Linked DNA regions of Hordeum vulgare: region 2 is linked to region 1. The links are chromatin contacts, called in public Hi-C maps. All regions are on one chromosome and are shown on one strand. The core of a region is the stretch at or near the end of the contact, and the rest is flanking DNA. Distances in the headings are between cores, read along the strand shown.

Region 1 (4,087 bases), core at 180-2,679:
GGGTGGAGCAACTTATGACTTATAAGTTGGGGTGACTTATAAGTTAGGTCTATTTAGCAAAATAAATCACTTTTTGCACTTTTCAACTTATAAGTTGATGACTTATTTGAAACCAAACAGGACCTTAGTATCAAACATGCAGGCTGGTCCAATGTTCAGACTCTGAAGCAAAGGTTTTGGGCTCGGATTCTCGACAATTTATTTACTTATTTTTTGAAAATACGCGACAAAGATTTGTCAACTGCTGAATTTGCATCTGATCCGGCCACTGTAGTGCGGGCCAGGATGATCACGGGTCCGGCTAGCAACGCAGGCACGCAGCTGATCAAGCCGGCGCCAAGATTCAGGTCAAAACGCTGACCCTGACCTACGACTCTGCCCGTCGTTTGTTCTTCGTCATGTGCATCAGTCCTGTCTTCGTCGAGAGAGACAAGCACCCTGCCCCGTTGACCTAAACTATTCCCTCCGCTGACTGCTTCACTGCTCCGTACAGTTGCCATTCAAAGATGGTACTCCTACTACTGGTGTTCTCAAATCTCTCGTGTCTTTTTTCTCTCTCATGAAGTGTTCAAACACCTGATGAAGCTGACTTCAGTTCAGAGTTCGTGATGCACGATGGCTTTCAGGAGTTTTGACAAGGGCACAAGGTTCTCAGCAGGGGAAGATAACAATAATTCTAATTCAAAGCAGTGGTTCCTCTTAACAAAGTAATGTGCCCATTCAAACCAGACATTTGAGGCAAAAAAAATGATGAGACTGCACGCACTTATTGTGTTTGCTAGATCCAACATCCTGATTTCAAGGCCCTGTGGAAATGTGGAGCTCGCGCTAAAAACAGGGCCTTGGCAAAGTTGAGCTGCTGCTGCTGCTACTGCTGCTACATTGGTTGCTCGACTCCGGCGGACTAAGCTTTGTGAAGGCCCGGTCACCGGCCGACGCCAGCTCCCGCGCGCTGCCGATCAAGGACGCCGGCGGCGGCGGGGGAGCCGAGCCGAGGCTCAGCGCGGCAGAGGCCCGGTCCTGGCGGGGCGGTAGCAGCTGACGAGCGCGCCCAGCACGGCCCGGAACACCTTGCCCCTCTTGGGCACGTAGCGCGGGCGCGCGGCCCTGGCGGCGCCGGCGCCGCCCTTCCCTTTCCCGCCGAAGCAGCCCGCGATCGGCATGCCGCACATCTCACGGGCCACGCAGAGCAGGGCAGCGCGATCGCAGCGCCTGCTCGAATGGCGCCAAGGGTGTGGTGCTGGGGGATGGCTGATGAGGGTGAGGCCGCTTGCTGATGGAGTTGAGAAGCTTGTGGGGGCGTTGAGCTTTATTTATACCGGCGGGGGCGGGACGACTGGGTCGTCGTGGTGCTTTTCCTTTGTGTTCTCTGGGCGTGTGAGGCTCCGCCGCGGTCCGGGCCGGGGTGTCAGGCTCAGGCAGGCCGCATCGGGATCCGTGGACAGGTGGGCTGGCACGGGAGAGGGGAGAGGGGTCGACGCATCGGCATCGGCATCGGGGTCCGGGGTCGTCGTCCCCTGCTGACTTGGGAGCTGGCACTGACGGTGACGGGGATTGCCGCGTTTTCTCGCAAAAAGGTCAAGGGCTTGGAGGAAGTTTGAGTTGAGTGGATCAACGCCCGCTCGGCGGCGGGGCGGTCTCTCTCGCGAGCCGCGGACGCCTCGGCGCGAGCATGGTATGGCGGGGCCGGGTGTTAAACTTGCTTGGGCTGTGATGGATTGTTTTCCACAAATGGAATGTACGTAATATCGTGAAGATATCAATTAGGAGTACATATTGTCTTTGTATATTAATATAAGATGTCTAAAGACATCAAAGATACATACACCCAAAAATAAAAAAATAACAAAAAAATAAAAAACCTTGCGAGAGTGATCAGTTCCTAGCAACAACAACATTCTAATCACCACCGAAGACAATACTCAGCATACAAAAAAGGTTCTTCGAAAGCAACGCCTTCAAATAAGAAATAATGCGCAAGCGTTGTCGTTGCCCGATCGATGATCTTGAGTTTTCATCCTGAAGAAAGTCTGAATTCGTATAGAAACAATGTCCTTAACAAGGTCATTACCAAGTACAACCAATGGAAACCAGACCTTGAGTTTTCACCCTCGTACTCAAGACTCAGCTTCGACTCTAGTGCGCCTCTGGAGCTGCGCCCCCCTTCCAGCTCCTTTGGCTCGCCGACGTCCTTGCAGCTCCGGTCCCGACGGCCCGGATCTACGCTCCTCTCCGGATCTTGGCTTGCTTGGGTCTTCGGTCACCGTCTCACCCCTATCTCCTTCTGCCCGGCTGCCCAACCCCGTCCACCTTCGTGTTTCGTCTGCCCTTCAGCATGTTCGCTCGCTCATTCTTTTGGCAACGTCTTATGCCTCCTTCGAGGGCAGACATTTGCTCCCCTTCTTGCGATGGCGATTCCGGCCTCCGACCCGAGTTCCTCCTCATGAACCACTGCTCCGACGGCTTGGGATTGCTCAGACTCGGCCAGGGCGAAATCCTTGCTCGACCTTTCGATGCTCGCAGCGGCGACACTCGCGGGTGGCGTTCCCTTCTTGGAGGCGCTGCCATGCCACTTTGTGTGCCCCTCTTCGAGCATCAGGGGAAACCCTAGATCCCACGGATCAGATGGCGATGGCGCCCCGGCGTCGTTCCCCTTCTTGAAGGCGTCGTCTTGTATGGTCGTGGTGTCCTCGGCGGTAGTTTCGATTATGTTGTTTGGTTGGGTTGTGTCCCAGGGTGGCGAGATTAGTCGTGTTTCTCTTCTATTTGGGCTGAGCATCCCATGTCTCTATGTTTCGGTAGCCATGTTCACGTCGTGTGCGTTTGTGTCATGCGTTGTACCACCTGTGTATTCACTCTTAACTTCTTCTATAGATGGAATGATACGTGAGCTTTGCGTATTCACGAAAATAAAGACCCGGTACTCCAAGAGCATCATCAAAATTGTATACCTCCAGTGTTGCCAACCCCACTTGTCGAGGCCGCTGTTGCAAGTCATCAAACATCTTGTACATAGTCTTCATCGCATCCACTACACCTTTCCGCCAACACTTCAAGACCTTCAATCACAGCCGCCATGACTTTCTCCACCTCTATCAAAGTCCAGGGAATCTTGACTTATACATGTCCCATGACTCAAAGCAAAGCTTCGTGTCGCACCCTCTTGAAGCCTTATTGGCTGATAATATGAACACGCGTGGCCGGAGCCTTTCCAATCTAAATTTCAGGGGCGACGTACGTCAATCCATATACATCTCTCACGGTTAAGACCGGAACTTATTAGTGGCCAGATCAAAGAGGTCGACGTCCGATAGTAGACAACATGGCGGAAGAAGATCGCTAGGGCAAAACCGCCACATCACCAAGCGCATCCACGCCCTGGCCAGTGCACAACCAAGGGCGACGCCACCACTCTCCCGCCAGGCCGCCATCCATCCCAACCCAACTATCGCCGTCCCAGATTGGATCTGAGCATACCAGCCATGAAGGCCAAAGCCCACTCCATGGGCTCACCAGAGTCGACACACACTGGGATTGAACCGGCTCACTCGGTGAGATTCCAAGGTTGGGGAGGCAGGTCGAGCCAGTGGCAGCGTAGATCGAACCGACGCGGCAAAGTGATATCCGAAGAGCCCGTGCGTGAGAGGTCGAGAAGGAGAGAATAGTGGCGGCACTCGAAGGATTTCTCCCGTGCGTGGAAGCCACACTAGGGCTGCTGCTCTAGCGCTTGTGGCTAGCTGCGTGCGCTGGTTGGGCTGGCCGGTGCGCTGGCCTGGCCAACAGCTTTCTTTTTTAAATTCGTTTTTTAATAGAAAAACAAAGGGACAAAAACATATACTAAATAAAAAAATACAGGGTATTATATATCAAAAAGATCGAAAAAATAATTCCTACAACGCGAATATTTTTTTAGACATAAGATAAAAACTTTTTTAATTTTTTTTCAAATAAAATCAAATTTGACCTTCAAATAAATTGGCACTATTTTTCTTTTGACTTTTGGGGTGTCATGTTATCTCCTCTCCTACTTGTTGGACAAGGTATTTTGTCAGGGATTTGGGAATGAAATTCACGTGCCAATAAAAAT
Region 2 (4,008 bases), core at 341-2,840, 81 kb after region 1:
ATACGACCATGCAAATCGTTCACAATTTATATGCTTCCCACCTGAGGTTTGTTAGTTAAGTCGCTCCCAACAACAAAAAAGGGGGTGTTCTCTATTTAGCGCTGCAAGAGCCCATTTGTGTGCATTTTGCAAACTGCCGCCTGCAGCGTCCCATGTTGGGCCGGCCGATTTCTATATTTTCCTATGTTTTCAGAAACGTAAGATAATGTACGGGGACAGGTTGGAACACGCGACAACTTTGTTGCTAGGCCTACGATCGAACCATCAGGCTTTGAATAATTTCGCTTTGACCCTGCTAGTGCAAAGATATTTCGCTTTGTTCTTTTTATAATTCACTAGCAAAAGGGCCTATGCGTTGCAACGGGAGAAAGAAATACCACAAAGGCACACGCTCTTAATTTATAAAAAATGTCTATAATTTGAGAATTTATAGTTATGATATAAATAAAGATGGTCTTATCCTACAAAAATGCATTTTAAAATTTCACAGGTCTTCTATTTTAACACGGCTTGCATGTAGATTTAATACGTACAAAGAATCAGTCAAGTGACCTTCAGTTTCATCTCTAATCCTAATTTTATTGACGTGTTCATCCCCAACCCGGATGAGTACCGGTATGAAAGAAAGACGAATAATGACTTATTTATTAAGATTGCACCCTAGATAGTATTTTTATTAAACGTTTAACAGATAAAATAATATTATATTTAAATTCTACATATTTTTCTAATCAAATTCCATGTATAATATGTTAAATTTGGAGTTACGGTTTAAAAGATATGAGTATTTAGAAAATATTTAATATATACTACGAGTTTAATGTCATAAATAGTAAGGGTTTTTTTGTAAAATCACCTCGGTGGGTTTTTCGACGGAAGCGATAGCCTCTTTATTATTATTAGGTAAAGATTCCACCGTTCGGTTTGTTCTTTTTTCTTATCCTTTTTAGTTTCTTCTTTTTTGTTTTCTTTAATGCGTGGATTTTATTCAAATTCATGAATCTTTCTTTGTTAACTAACGTAATTTTTAAAATTAGATGATATGTTTTTCAAATCGGAAGAACTTTTATCAGTTTGATAGACTTTATTTCAAAATCTATGAACTTTTTTTCAAGTTCGTTGAATTTTCTTCACAATTGACGAACTTTTTTTAGAAAATTCGTGAACTTTTATGAAAATTGATGATTTTTTTCAAAACCAAGGTCCTATTTTTCAAAATTGATGTTTTTTTCAAATTTAATGAAAATTTTCAAATTCTATGATTTTTTTTCAAATTTGATGATTTGTTTTTTGAAAATTGATGAACTATTTTCAAATTTGATAAATGTTTTTGAAAAATCACTTTACTTTTAGCAAAATTGATGAACCTTTTTTTAAATATGATAAACGTTTTAAATTTTTCTTTTCAAAATGTATGAACATTTTTTAAATTTGATAAACTTTTTTGTAAAATTAAGGAACCTTTCTTTAAATCTTTGAAAAAAATTCATGGTCAGCAGCAGGGCGCCAAGTGCTGTTTCATGGGCAGGGCCTGCGCTGGGCGCTGCAGACACCAGGCACGCGAACGGGCGTCTGCGGCGGCGTATAGGAGCTCCCAAAAAGAGGGACAATTCTATTAGACGCTCTCTGCGTTAAAATGTCGATCAAACGCACAGGAGAGGGAGTGGTCGTTTCAGATTGGCCTGGCCTATTAGAGCCTTAACTGACCCCGGTTTTGGGAATTGCTTGAGGTTCCCAACCAATTTTTCGGTTTTGGAAAACTTTAAGGTTCCCAGAATCGGGTTTTCTTTTGAATTTTTCTTTCTTCTTTTTTTCTTTTCATTTTAAATGTTATTCTGGATTTTCGAAAAAATTTCCAAAAATATTTTTGCTTTCTAAAAATTATTTTGTATTTTGAAAACATGTTCTGCATTTTCAAAATATGTTCTGGATTTCAAAAAGTTATCATAATTATCAAGAAATGTTCAGGATTATCCAAAAATGTTCTCAATTATCACAAAAATGCGGGATTTTCAAAATATGTTGGTATTTTCAGAAAGATTCTAAAATTTCTATTTCTTATGCTTTTTAGAAAAAAGTTCTGGAATTCTTTTCAAAATCTGAAATTTCAAAAAACTTTCTGGGTTTAAAAAATATGTTCTATATATTCAGAAATTATTTGGGATTTTAAAATCAAATTCTAAAAAATGTTATTGCTTTTTAGTTTTTTTCCGGATTTAAAGAAAACGTTATGGATTTTCAAAAAATGTGAGGGATTTTCAGAAATCGTTCTTCAAATTCGAGAAATATTTTTTTGCTTTTTTAGATAACGTTCTAGATTACTAAAAAATGTTCTAGACTTTTAAAAAAAATTCAGAATTTTCACAAATTGTTCTACAAGTTCGAAAAAGGTTTTGGTTTTGAATAAAATGTTCTGAATTTGCAAAAAATGTCTTGGATTTTCAAATATTGTTTTTCAATTTCGAGAAATGCTTTTTATTTTTAAAGAAGTATTCTAAATTTTAAATATTTGTCTTTTTTCGAAAACTTTCATAACTTTCAGAAAAAATTGGGAGTTTCAAAAGATGTTAGGTATTTTAAGAAAAATGTTCGGTATTTTAAAATAATGTTCGAAATATCAAAAATTTGTTCAATTTTATAACTAAGTTCATGTTCTTAAATTTCGAAAATATTTCTTGCTTCTTAAAAATGTTCAAATTTCAAAACTTTGTTCACAAATTAAAAAAAGTGCTGTGGCATTTCAAAAAAATATAATTTCGAAAAATGGTTTTGCTTCAAATTCGAAAAGAAAAGAAAAAAGTGCCGAAAAAGAAAAAAGAAAGGAAATAACAAGAAAAGGAAAAAAAACCAAAAAAAGGAAAAAATTTAGTTATCAGACTTTTGTGAGATCAAAAAATGGGTCGGCCTAGTCGGGGCGACCACCATGTGCGTGCAAGGAACTTCCTGCGGCAACGAAGCAGCAGGTAGGAGCTCCCCGAAAAAGGGGCAGTGTTATGTCTTGCGTTCACCGAGTCGAGGCTTCCGACTCGCTTAAGGGCGCGAGGATATGGGCTGGCCTAGGTTCGCAGGTACTACATTGCCTCCTTTTCTTGTTTGTTCTTTTTCTTGTTTCTATTTCTATTTTTATTTTTTGTTTACACTTTCAAATAATCAAAACATATATATTAATGCCTCCGTTCCAATATAAGTGATTCAAAAATGACTCGATTTTATACTAATTTTAGTATAAAGTTGAGTCACTTTCGAGTCACATATTTTAGGATGAAGGGAGTAGAAAATAATATTTTGTATAATATTTACAAAAATTCAAATCATGCATTTAAAAAATGTTGAATGTGCATACAAAAAATTATTGGACAAGTATTTGAAAAAAGTTAAGCAAGTAATTGCAAAAATATTGTTCATGTATAAAAAAATGTTGACCAAGTATTAGAAAAATGATGAACAAGTATTTAAAAATGTTGAAAAGTTATTTTTAAAATTATTGATCATGTATAAAACAATGTTGAACATGTATGTGGAAAATGTTAAACAAGTATTTGAAACAATGTTGATCATGCATAAAAAAATTGTTGAACAAGTTTTTAAAAAATATTGATCATGTATATAAGAATATAGAATAAAAAAGAAACAAAATAAGGAAGAAAACGTAAAAATAAGAACAAAGAAACAAGTGCAAAAAAAGGAGAATAGAACTTTACATAAAAAGGGGACCAAAAAAAGTGAAAAAAAGATGACAAAATCTAGCACTGTGCGTTACGGTATCTCCTTTATCCGAGGGATTCCTTCCATCTCGCGTAAAGCATGAAAATAGTTGCCGCGCAAAAGAAGGTCGGGCGTACCCTAGCTCGTGGCTGTCATAGTGAACTGGGAGAAACCCATTGTAGCATGGCATGTGCGATATATAGTAACGACCCAACCCGGGTGACCATGGATCGAATCCATGCGAGCCCTTGTTTTCTCCTATTTTATTACTAGCGCTAGGCGTTACGGTATCTCCTTTATCTG

What was found. A called contact is a pair of places that touch in the nucleus more often than the background predicts.
Region 2: a contact with region 1 is called in a Hi-C map of leaf, with 4 times the contacts expected there. The contact joins two enhancer-like sites. A contact is called at or near these places in 4 of 6 Hi-C or Micro-C datasets (leaf and seedling).

The regions. Positions count from the first base shown.
Region 1 is chr6H:496,434,727-496,438,813 of MorexV3_pseudomolecules_assembly, forward strand. No RefSeq gene overlaps it. Among protein-coding and RNA genes, the nearest start is that of LOC123405675, 130 kb to the left of the region's middle. Within about 2 kb of position 1,430, at least 3 of the 3 cell types and tissues checked have open chromatin away from gene starts, as enhancers often do. A contact at or near this core is called in leaf, where this site is marked.
Region 2 is chr6H:496,515,636-496,519,643 of MorexV3_pseudomolecules_assembly, forward strand. No RefSeq gene overlaps it. Among protein-coding and RNA genes, the nearest start is that of LOC123403643, 78 kb to the right of the region's middle. Within about 2 kb of position 1,591, at least 2 of the 3 cell types and tissues checked have open chromatin away from gene starts, as enhancers often do. A contact at or near this core is called in leaf, where this site is marked.